2 separate regions of the Mus musculus genome follow, and region 1 is linked to region 2. A link is a contact called in public Hi-C data. All regions are on one chromosome and are shown on one strand. The core of a region is the stretch at or near the end of the contact, and the rest is flanking DNA. Distances in the headings are between cores, read along the strand shown. Region 1 has its middle 100 kb from the start of Irx5. Region 2 has its middle 11 kb from the start of Irx5.

What was found. Hi-C and Micro-C count contacts between places; a contact is called where the count stands out from the background.
Region 1: a contact with region 2 is called in a Hi-C map of epiblasts, with 3 times the contacts expected there. The contact joins two enhancer-like sites. A contact is called at or near these places in 1 of 39 promoter capture datasets (embryonic stem cells), 1 of 15 datasets of contacts at CTCF or cohesin (stem cell-derived epiblast-like cells), 35 of 484 Hi-C or Micro-C datasets (cerebellum, differentiating embryonic stem cells, embryonic fibroblasts and 7 more), 3 of 115 datasets of contacts at active chromatin or transcription factors (all in embryonic stem cells) and 1 of 9 other capture datasets (embryonic stem cells).

What each region holds. Positions count from the first base shown.
Region 1 is chr8:92,457,085-92,463,234 of GRCm38.p6, reverse strand. No RefSeq gene overlaps it. Among named protein-coding and RNA genes, the nearest start is that of Irx5, 100 kb to the right of the region's middle. Within about 2 kb of position 2,619, at least 49 of the 459 cell types and tissues checked have an H3K27ac peak or open chromatin away from gene starts, as enhancers often do. A contact at or near this core is called in epiblasts, where this site is marked.
Region 2 is chr8:92,365,664-92,371,553 of GRCm38.p6, reverse strand. No RefSeq gene overlaps it. Among named protein-coding and RNA genes, the nearest start is that of Irx5, 11 kb to the right of the region's middle. Within about 2 kb of position 4,588, at least 19 of the 459 cell types and tissues checked have an H3K27ac peak or open chromatin away from gene starts, as enhancers often do. A contact at or near this core is called in epiblasts, where this site is marked.

The DNA.
Region 1 (6,150 bases), core at 1,370-3,869, 94 kb before region 2:
GTGGTTCACAACCATTCATATCTCCAGTTCCAAGGGATCTGACACCATCTTCTGACCATGATGGGCACCAGGCATGCATGTGTTACATAGATAATACATGTAGTTAAAACAGTCATACATAATAAAATAAATCTAAAGAAAATGTAAAAATCAAAAAAAAATAGAAAAGAAAAAAACAAACCTGTTATCGGTAGATTTTCATGGATCTACAGTTTGAGAATGTTTTCTTTTGCTAGTTTTTAAATTGTGAATTAAGAGCAAGGATTATGGTTCTGCCTGCTGCTAATGCTCCATGTAACTGAAAGCAAAGCCCTTTCTCCTGAGTTCTGTAACTGTAACATGGGCGTGACCCCAATGTTTGCAAATGTGTTTTCTAACTTTCCAAGGACATGTAGTGCCTAAGCCACTAAGAAAACCCTTAAGAATGTGAGAAATGGTTGGTGACTCCTAGACTCAAACAACACCTGGACAGTTGTTTGGAGCTAAGAGGGAACAGACCTGCCCTTTGGGCTCATTCACAGGACCAATGGGTAAGAGCGTGAGGGAGCAGGCTTCATACCAAGATGGTAGGTTTAAGAAGGATAAAATGGCACTGGGTAATGAGTGACTCAGAAGCTGAATAAGCCTGGGAGATAGCTGAGGCTGGGCTCCTACAGCATGAACTCAGGGCAGCTCTAAGGGCTCGGGTGGAGGAGAGGGAGACAACAATAGGAAACCAACCATGTGTTTCATTTTTCAAACGATCCGTGCAATGTGACTGAGGACAGAGATCTTGTCTTCTAATTAGAACTGTGGTCCCCAGTTCCCTACCTATTGCCTGAGTGCTATAGGACTTCTTCAAGCATCCAGGGTAAACCCTTTTCAACAAAGCTGTGGGTCTAGCCAAAGATGCTTCATGCTCAAGACAGAGCTGGCCACACAGGAAGGTGTGTGTCTGGTGACTTGCTGGGAGCCATAAAGGAGTCTATTCACCCACTTTAGGTGGGACACCAACAGACCAAAGAAAAGATTTTATGGAGGTCCAGCTTGGTGAAACAATGGGTTTGTTGGGATCATTTACAGGAGGAGCAGCGGAGACTCAAGGGCAGCTGTGCCACAGCAAAATTCCTCAGTTTACATCCAGCCACTTACATCAGCCACATACTGAAGAGCCCACCCCAACTATCTACCTCTTCTATAGCCATGGATGGGGTGGAGGGGCAGTGATCTGAGTCTCCTCTCTCCAAGAGGGGGCATTCATGGACCAGAATTCATGAAGTTCTCCAGTGTGTTACCACAGCTGTATTGATTCAATATGGTGGCAGTTATACCAAACCAAAGAACCCTACTACTGCACACAGGTCATTCTGAGTGGTCTTTTTACACACACACACACACACACACACAATGGCTTCAACGCTTAAGGGAATGAATCTGGCTCTGCACCCAGCTATGGTGTCCACTCTCCAGTCCCCAACCCACCAGGACAGATGAACAGCTATTGGGGATTCGTCTGCACCAGGCGCTGTGGAAGGGAGAAGTGGGGCTGCCCTACCTTCTGTATGACAGAGAAGCCCTTCAGAAAAGTGACAAGATTTGCTCAGGTTCTGTTCTAGGGGTCCTGCCTTGAACACAGCTTGGGCCACACTTCAAAACACAAAAGCCTTGTTAACTTGTCATCTTGTCACCCAGGGGAATCCCTCAGGAAACCTCCCAAATGGGCACCTTCCTCTATCACCAGCAATTTTGGAACCACTGCCCCATCTCCCGACCCCCGACCCCTGACTCCCACCCCCTCCGTCATCGTGTGAATTTCAGGTCTGATAGGATCCTGGGAATGTGGCCACTTCCTCCCAATGACAAAACAGATGCCTTGAGTCCTGAGACCTGGATGCCCATACAGAGGACCTGAGATGATTCAGTCACCCTAGTCCCACACCGGGAGTTTGAGTACTTAGTAGTATTCCAAACAGTTACTGGGTGGCTTTCAACTAACCAGCGGAAGGTACACCCCAGGCCCCTCTTGCTAGCTCTTCCTCCTGTTCTTGTTCGCAAGCTGTTGCCCCTGAATGGTTTAAAGACTAAACACTGGCATACAGTAGGCATCCCCCAAAATGCCTTCTTTTCCTTGCTGGTAGTCCAGAGGGACCCCTCTTCGCTGTCACTGGGAGAGTCCCGGGAAGAGCCAGCCGGTTCCTTACTCGGATCAGCCTAGCGCGTTTGAAAACTTCCAAGGCAGGAAAACTTTGTGGTCGCGGGACGGCTGCGCCTCGCCACCGGCTTGAAAGGCCCCGCGCGGTCCCCCGCGACCGCGGCGCGCTGCATAGCGTCGCCCGCAGGAGCGGCGGGAGCCGGGTGCCGTGCTAATGGGGCCAGCGGCGGAGCCGGGGACGCCATGAAAGGCGCGCGCGCAAACGCGGGCTCTTGTTGCGGGAAGAAGGGCCAAGCCTGGCTTTCCGCAGCCGCTTTGAGAGCAGCAGCGCTGGGATTTCATGGCACGGCTTCGGCGGGAAAATCAATCAGCGGGGCTGCCGTTTGGAGAGGCAGCAAGAAAGGCCACTAACGAGGCCAGATTGTAACAGTTCTGCGAGCAGCCACAGTGCTCACCTTACACGGCGGCCGCGCGCTGGTAAATAATAAATCACAGCGGCCGGCGGGCGGCGGCGGCGCGGGCAGCCCGCGCGTTTGACTGCAAAGCAGCGGCGCATCAATTATTCACCGCGCCAGATAAAACGCGGCTGCGGCCGGGCGAGCAGGTGCCCGCGCCCAAAGCGGCCTTTTGATGGCCGCGGGCCGGGCCGGGCGGCAGTGGGGCTGGGGGCGCGCAGAGCGCTGCGGGATCGGAGCGGTGCGCTCCCGCGGCGCGCTTTGCACAATCCCGGGCTGGGAGCAATTACAGCCGGACCGCCGGGCTGGGGAGAGGGAACGCGTGTGCGCGTGCCCGGGAGCGCCTCCCACGCCCAAGGTGGTGAAGTGTAAGAGCAAGCTTGTTGAATAGCTGACCTAGGCATTTGTGCGTGCACGCCTGTGGGGAGTGCCTGTTGGTTGCACAAGCACAATGGTTATGTTTTGGGTGTCAGACGGTGGCCTCGTGCCTATGAACTCTGTTATCAGTAAGTTTGCAGGTGTACACACTAGCTGTATCCATCCATTTGTCTGTGGGAGATGTGTGTGCCAGGGTACAGATGAATATGCCTGGTAACCTCCACCCTTTCCTGTGCATTACTATATGGGGCATTTGTTCATGCATGGAGTTGGATTTATGTGGACACACATTTGTGTCCCTGTGAGCTCGTATGTGGTATGCATGTGGATGGTGAGCATGTAGTTTTATCTTCCCATATGCATGTAGACACACTCAGAGTAATACATACATACAGAGTTTGCAGCTAGGTGAGGTGTTTATGCATACATACAGTGTGTGTGTGTGTGTGTGTGTGTGTGTGTGTGTGTGTGTGTGTGTGTGTGCACGATGTGTGCAATGGACTCATAAAGGCCATAATTGTCCAAGTGTGGATATGCATGTGAATACATGTGGTTATGCATATGTGTGTGCACAGTCAAATATGTGTAGGCATGCATCCATGACTTTGAAGTTTGAACACCACGGGTATGTATATGTATGCTTGGATAATTATGCATGCATGTGCAAAGAAATAAGCAAAGGAGGGATTGAAATTATTAAACCTCAAACTCAGAGGTAGAGCCTCTAGGCCCAGGGCTCAGAGTCCTCCAGAGGGCTGGTGCTTGCCCAATGGAGGTGCTTCACCAGGCAAGGAATGTAGCACTCGGAGGGTACTGCATCTGAAGTAGGTAGTTCTGAAGGAGTACGGGGTGGGGGTGGGGGGTGTTATTCTACAAGAATTTGGAAAACTGCAAACCCGGTTCAGTCTCTGGTGCCCAAGGGGAAGAGCAGTGAGATTCATCTTCTCTGAGTCTGTCTTCAGGAGTAGATGCGCAGCTAAGGGACCCACACTTCACCTTCAGCAGAGCACCCTGACAGCAGCCAGCAATGGAGGGTACCTGCCATGTGATTTTTTTTTAGCTTCCACAGAGGATCAAAACAACTGAGTGTCTACCCAGCTCAGAGCTATTTGCAGATATAAAAACAGGCGCCCTTCTCTTCCCCTAGAAACAAAATGTGTTCCTGACTAACAGTGTGTGTGTCACCAGAGATGATGAGCGTGCTCACTGCAGGGATGGTGGGTTTTCCCCCAGAGGAGTCCCTGCTGTAGGTAGCAGACAGGGAGGACATCTCTGAGGCTGGAAGATGGCCTCTGCTCCTTAGAGACAGACCCACAGTTCTGGAAGCAGCCAGGACTCCTGGTTCCATGTGTTTTGTGAAAAAGTACAGACTAGGAGTTCTCAGGTTTGTCACTAGTCAGAGGAACTGCCCACCTCCAGTAAGAGCCCAGAGGAGTGTGTACAAGGCACATTCCTTGCTGCTGTGATGGAAAGAGCTGCCAGAGGCAGTTTAATGGAGAACGGGTTTATTTTCGTTCACAGGTTGATGCTATTGGGTTGGGAAAGGCATGGGAGCTGATGGGGCTTGAGCCAAGAGGAAGCAAGATGAAATGTAGACAGCTGTTTAGCTCTCATTCTCTTCGGGAAGTCCAGGACTTCATCCATGCAGCAATACCGCTCACAGTAAGACCTGTTCCTCCCATCTCAACTAAGCCAAAGTAGAAACTCCCTCACACACATGCCCAGAGGTTTGTCTTCTGGATTTATTCTAGATCCTGAGTTGACAGTCTCTAGTAAATCAATACACAAGAGCAGCCTGTGGGGACCGTGAGTGTTAGGTTACAGGGACAGAGATGCTCCTTTCTCTGCCTCCTGGTAGCTCTTATGGGCAGTTTCCGCTGTGATCCCAAGGGGTCTGATTCGGAATGGATTTGGGAAGTGACAATCACACAGCACACTTGGCCTAGGCCTTGCAGAAGGAAGATATAACAATGACACTCTCTACACAGAGTCTGACAAGGGCATCTTTCATGTCTCAGAGCCAGGCCACAGAAATAGACCAGACCCACTGTACCTGTAAGCATCAGCCCTTGTCAGTTCCCGTCTCAGACTTGTCTGTGCCGAGCTGCATTCTCAGGAAGCCCTTCAAGACGTAGACGTAGGATCAGGTCTGTCTGCAATGTTGTGTGACTTTTTGTGAGGAGACAGGAATGAACTTACCCAGAAAGGGCACCAGATCGGGCATAGGTCAGAGTTTAACTTGGCAAGCTGGTGGGTTTACTGTGGTTAGTTACAGAACCATGGGAAGCTCTGAAAAGCCCTCCCTCACCCACCTGGTGTTGACTCAGAAAATCAGCAGCCTGGAGCTCGAACCACAACTTACAGGCAGCTTGACACGCCAGCATGTCTCTTCTCCCATTACCACCCTTACAGTTTATATAACCTGGGCACAGAAGACCTTTGTGAAATCTTGAAAGTTTCAGGAACTTCCTAAAACGTGTGCACTGTTTACTTCCTGAGTGTCTTTAAGCCTCCTTCCAGGAGTGAATGTCCCAGTTTGGATGGAATCGAATACAACTTGTAGACACCAAGATGGCTGCTTTCTGAGAGATTCTTTAGGGCTGCCCTGCTTACCACCAAGGGAGAAGCACCTGGGGGTGGATTACCAAGCATCGACAAGGCTGCCCCCAAAAGTTGTACTACTTGTGCACTGCCAAAAAGCCTCACTTCCTTGGGGGTGGTGGTGGGGAGTAGGAACCAAAATCTATCTTAAGTCCAGTGGGGTGTGGCGGGAGCTCGTGGCACTCCAGAGGCTGAAGCAGAGGGATCACAAGCCAGGCAGAAAGCTGGTCTACACAGTGAGACCCTGGAGACAAAGGGGAAAGGGAGGAGAGGATGGGGTCTGTGTGTGCTAGAAAGACTGTGAGTACCAGTCCCTGCCCTCAGTAGCCATCCAGGCCCACAAAACGAAGGAAGTCGATTCCAGGGTAGCCAAGCCTCTGAGATATGACTAAGAGTGACTCAGAACTGTTATCTGGTCCTGAGCCCAACTGTGCCTTAGGTCCTTGACCAACCTATAGCTCCAGGATCCAGAAAGGGAATGAGATGATGCTCAGGCCTCCAGAATTCGGAAATGGCAACCAGGGGCTCAGCCTACTCCCTCAGTCTTCCGATGACCTTGGACGCCATGAAGGAGAAAGACTCTCA
Region 2 (5,890 bases), core at 3,339-5,838:
GACGGCTGTCCTAGCTCTGCTGCCCACTGGCTGTGAGATGTTAATAAGAAGCTGCATGTCTCAGGTCCTCAGTTTCCACATCTGTCAAAGAAGCTGGCACTCTTTCCCAAAGCATGGGTGACACTATGCCTGGTGGGCTGCTACAGTGGCTGAGGTGGGAGGATCTCCTGAACCCAGGAGTTCCAGGTCAGCCTTGGTGACAGAGACAGCCTTGTCTCAAGCTGGAAGAGAAGGGAAAGGAAGCTTAATGATAGGGCACTTGCGTGGAATCTAAACACAAGCCCTGGGCACTGCATACACACACACACACACACACACACACACACACACACACACACACACACACAACATATATGCACGCATATAGATGCACACATAAACATACTCTCAGACACATACACACATAGATGCATTAAAAAAACACCCATACAAACACACACACACACACACACACACACACACTCAACAAGACAGACAGACATATACACAGGCACACACACAAACACATACACACAACATATATGCACGCATATAGATGCACACATAAACATACTCTCAGACACATACACACATAGATGCATTAAAAAAACACCCATACAAACACACACACACACACACACTCAACAAGACAGACAGACATATACACAGGCACACACACAAACACATACACACAACATATATGCACGCATATAGATGCACACATAAACATACTCTCAGACACATACACACATAGATGCATTAAAAAAAACACCCATACAAACACACACACACACACACACACACACACACTCAACAAGACAGACAGACATATACACAGGCACACACACAAACACATACACACACTCAGAGAGAGAGAGAGAGAGAGAGAGACATACACAGATGCACACACAAACACACACTCACACATACAAACAACATCAAATAGCACAAGGTCCACATCTCATAAGATGATTCCCAAAAGTGTATTTCCAAAAAGAAACCCATATAACTTCAAGGACAGCATTCAAAGCAGAAGAAATGGGAACTTCCAGAGACCCTGAAAGATCCTGGCAGGGAGGGAGCAAGTTCATCTGCATTCCTTTCTGCCATTGTCACGTCACTTATCACAGTTGCCATAACAGTGCCCTCAAATTAGTACATGGTACAAAATGTGAAGCAGCGGTGTATATAACCCCAGTCCCACCAGTGAGCTGCTCTGCTCTAAAAAGATGGAGGGAGAACTGGAGTTGACTTTGAGAGGATTTGAGCCAAGCAGAGGCTACCCTTGAACCCTGCAGAACTTTCTCAGATGGCCCCGCCACCTGTACCTTTGCCAAACTGAACGAAAGGGGATTAGAAAGAATGGAGAGTGGACTGAGCATGGCATCTTCCTGCCCTGCTTTCTGATCTCCCCTGATGTGCTGAAGCAGTGGCATGCTCCCCGTCCTGACATTCCTCTCCCCGGTGGACTTAGTCTCCACAAACCATGAAATAAAATACATCCCTTGACAGAAGGAGAGAAAGGGTGTAGATAGGAAAAGTAACTCTATCCGCCAAAAATAAAGCAAGCTTATGAATTATCTGCCACAGCAGAGAGGTGGTGGTTATTCAAATGAGCCCTTTTCTCTGAACTGCCTTGAGTCAACCCGTGGGATCCATAAATTGGTCCTCAGCTGCCAGTGTCTGTTGCCACACACGAGAGTATTTGGGAAGAGACTCCCATCACCACCGGGGTCTGGATTTATTCAATACAAATACAGGGCAAACAAAACAAACAGCAACAACAAAAACTCTTGTGGTTTGGATCTTAAAAAAAAAAAAAGAAAACAAAAGTCTTTGAAAGAGCCGAGGGAATGAGTCTGATGTCAAACCCTGTTAGCTGAGAAGGTGTTTAGAACATTTTGGAACCATGAAGGTATTTAGAATCCAGAGCCAGGAGATGCCTGAATCCACCTGAAAGATGTTAAGACATTGTTCCTAAGGGCCTACAGGTTCCTTTGGGGACAAAGGACTGATGATAATTTACAGAATAAAACAAATCCCCAAGCTGATGATATATATATATATCTCACAGAAGTCAAGAAAAGCGATGAGAAAAAGCTGAGGTGTCAACATAAGATATCTAAAACAAATGGCCAAAAGACTGGTAACTCACAGCCTGCCCCAGCTCAAACCTTTGTTTGGCAGGATCCACTCTGTAAGAAAATGGACAAAAGAATATTAATTTTTGACTTCTGCTATGGGAGAAAACTGTAGGCAGACAGAAGTCACTTCAGACTGGAGAAATGAGCATATCCTGTCAGATAGCAATTACCCAGGGCAGACAACGACTTGGCAGGGAAACAGCCTCTGTCCCTCCTTGTTGTCGAGTCTCTGAGAGAGATGGTGCATTCTGGCTTTCCCTCATCTGTACTTCACACACGAAGTGTTGAGGAAGCAGCCCTCCCTATACCAGCAGCATTTGAGGAAGGCTAAGATGTTTCCAGGCCCAGCCTAAAAATATCTCCCTTGACAGCCTGTCACAGTGTCTGAGATTCCGGCATTATGAATTCATTCCTCTCTGTTAAGGCATTTTGTTTCAGAGAGTTCTCTGTTAAAATACAGATATCCTGAAGAACTTAGCTCAGGCGAGGCAGGAGTTAGGAGACCTGCATTTGGGCTGTGCCTCTGCCTATGACTCTAGGAGCTAGGACATGTCATTCTCTTTTCCCAAACTTCAGATTCTCTCCTGGGGCTGGGGCTGGCGCTGGGGGTGCCGGTGGGGAACCAAAGGGAAGATCTGATCACAGCATGGTATCATCTGTGGCTGAGGGAGAGAAAACGTCCACTTTGGGGTCACCCATGGCATCTTACCCTGAGCACTTGAGTACTCTGGCATCCGCCAATCCCATCACATCCGTGAGCGCCACTGGCTCGGGTGACATGTCAAAGAATATCTGGGTTTCTTCTCTCTGAAGAGACTGAGCTTTCTCCCTGATTCCAGCTACCACACTTGTCTGAGGAACACTCCTCCCTCAGGATTCTCAACTGGTCTCCTAACTTGTTCCTGCTTGTGCTACCACGCCCCTCCCCCAGAAGCTCAGCTCACACACAGCATGTTTATAAACATGAGTCAGATCCTCAAGACCCTCCACATCACCTGGCTTTCATCACGGACACTGAAGGTCTCACAGGACCTACAAGGCCCTATGTAAATTGCTCTTGGCCTGAACCCTGGCCTTGTCTCCCAAAGGTCTCCCTGAAATCTGTCCCACTTCAGAAAGTTTACATTTTCTATTCCTTGTGTTTAGACGTCTTCCTTCCTCCTAATTTCTGCTTGGCAGGCTCCCTAGCATCTTTTTGGAGAGGTGGGGCAGGGAGGCCTCTCACATGATCATATCCTAGGGGAATTCAGTGGGTTGCCTCGACTAAAAGAGCCCACTTCTTACCCTCTCCATTTGCCTTATAACCCTCATCACACAGACACAATGTGGAGTCTCCGTGGCTTACTTGTTGAGCTACTTGTTGAGTCTGGTTGTCTGAAGTGAACGTGCAATCTGGTTGTCTGAAGTGAAAGTGCAAGGAGACTTTGTCTGGCTCCTGCAGCAGCATTAGCCCATGCTAGATGCTCAGCTAGACGGAGGAAGGACAGAAGGGTTGACGTAGATCTGTGCTAGCAAGAAGACCACTGTAAGAACACCCTAGAGGGTTCAACGCCAAGGTTTTCCCTGCCTTCTCTTCCAACAAGCGGATGCCATGGAAGCAAGGGTGGATTTGCTTCTTCGGAAGTCTGGGGCAGACAGTGTGACTAGGTATAAGGAAGGCAGTAAACGTGTTGAATTCTGAGAAAAGAATCCAAGGTAAACTTAGAAGCCTTCGAGGCTATAGATTCTTGAGACCAAAGGGGAGTAGCCTGAAGGTCCTAGTAACTGTATTCCAAAAGATAGGTGCCTTCAGATGAAGGGTTGCCTGGCCAAGGGTGCAAGGATTTCCTGAAGCCACACTGGTGGGTATGACTGCCTTTCTAGGCTTCCCACAGTTTCTCTTCAAGCTCCAGCTGGTGCTACTGACCAGAGGAAGTGGAGAGGACTGTCAAGAAGGAGCAGCCATGCTGGTAGGACCCTGCATCCCAGACCTGAGCTAGTGAGAGTGCTACCCTAAAAGCTATCCTGAAGGCTGCCATGTGTCATGCATCATATCCCTCCCTCCCGGTGGTGGGAGTGAGGTATTTCAGTCCCTTTTTATGAATGAGGAAATCAGGTTCAGACTGGTTATTGAAATTGTCCAAGAGCGCCTAGGAAGACAGCGCTATGCCACCCTCTGCCCACCCAGTAGCTATGATATATCCGGAATAGAGTTCTTGCTCAAAGCTCCAAAGCCATCGCAGGCTTCACAGTCACCTGGGAGTCCCAGGGGCTTCTTCCTGCATCAGCACCAGCCCTGCCCCAGGCTTGAGCATACTGCCTGCAGGGGGCAATGGCGGACAGCTAGAACCCGCTCTTCTCCTCCAGAACCCCCGGGGTTCCATGCCCATTTCTGAATCTGGGGTCCAGGACCGCCCACAGGAAGCCTCCTGGGTTCAAGAGAAGCAAAATATCCAAAGCTGGCCGCGTCGGGGGTGGGGGGAACCACGTAGGCACTGGAGCCGGGAGGCTGGATCCCAGCTGAGTTGAGCGCCGCCGCCAGGCTCCGGGTGTGTACGCCAGCTCTGAGCCCTTGTTTGATGAGCAGCGGCCAATAAATTCATTAATCATCATTTTATGCCTCATCAAACCCCCTCCAGGCCCCTCCATGGGAGTTACACAAATTAGCCCCTGAAAAGACAGTAATTTCAGTTTAGCGAGGTAAATGCTCCGCGCACACAGCTTTCATGACAAGCCCATCCATCAGCTCATTGGGACCCAGCGTGGCAGCGACATCGGTGCTGCCCAGTCCAGCCCCTCGAAGAAGTCCAGCTCTCCAGTCCAGCCCAGTTTCAGGGAACTGGATCTATTGGGAGAGCGTCTCTACGCAAGGGCTCCCCGCTCCTCTCCTTTACATTCATTATCTTTACGCTGTTTCATCAACGACCGTATATATCTGAACAGAAGAGAAACTTTTTCCAGGAAATCGGAACCTCAAATTTAGAAGCAACCTTGAGGCACACGAGGATCCGCTGGCTCTAAAGGTCTAAACTGTTGTCTCAAGGAGAAACGGTGCCAGGCAGTCCTTTCCTTCCGAATAGTTGTCCCGTCTCCGAGTCACACAGAAATTATTGTGTCCTGTCGTGTAAAGTGTGTACAGTATGTGGGTAGAGGAAGAGTTAAACCAGGGATTCCAGATGATTCTGAAAGCAACCTCGGGCTCCAAAAGAAGGCCCTGTGGGGAGCAGGAAAGGGGCTTCTTCCGTGTTGAGGACCGTTCCTCCTGACTCTGAAGGCCAGAGAGGCAATCTGCTTTCCACCCACCCACATCCACAGCCCAGCATCTTTCTCTCTGAACCCCTCCACCTGAGGTGGTAGAGGTGTCTGGGGTAAGGGATTTTTTTTTTTTTCCTAATGCGCTTAGCTCGGGGGTTGGGTGAGAAAGCAAGCCAAGGGGAACAAGCCTAGGTGGAGAACCATGCGGACCCGAATTTGCAAGAGAGACAGCAGCCCCGGGCCTTCTCATCTTTCCGGGCCAGGCCGCACAGAGGATCCCAGGGGAACCCCACCAGGCTTGGAGGGCGACGAGGTGGCGCGGGCCTTTCTGTACACCAGGGCTGCGAAGAGTTGCAGGGCTGAGCGCCGCGCGGCTCCTTCATTAGCTTCCCCTCCACGAGGCGCTGCATGCCTCAGAAAAGAAGTTAGCAAACGGGGAGCCGTTTATCTCTTTTATCTTGGGGCCTGATCCAATTAAATAAGTGCACATTTACATTTGCATCCATCAGGCGGGAGCGCTGAGAGCCTGGGGT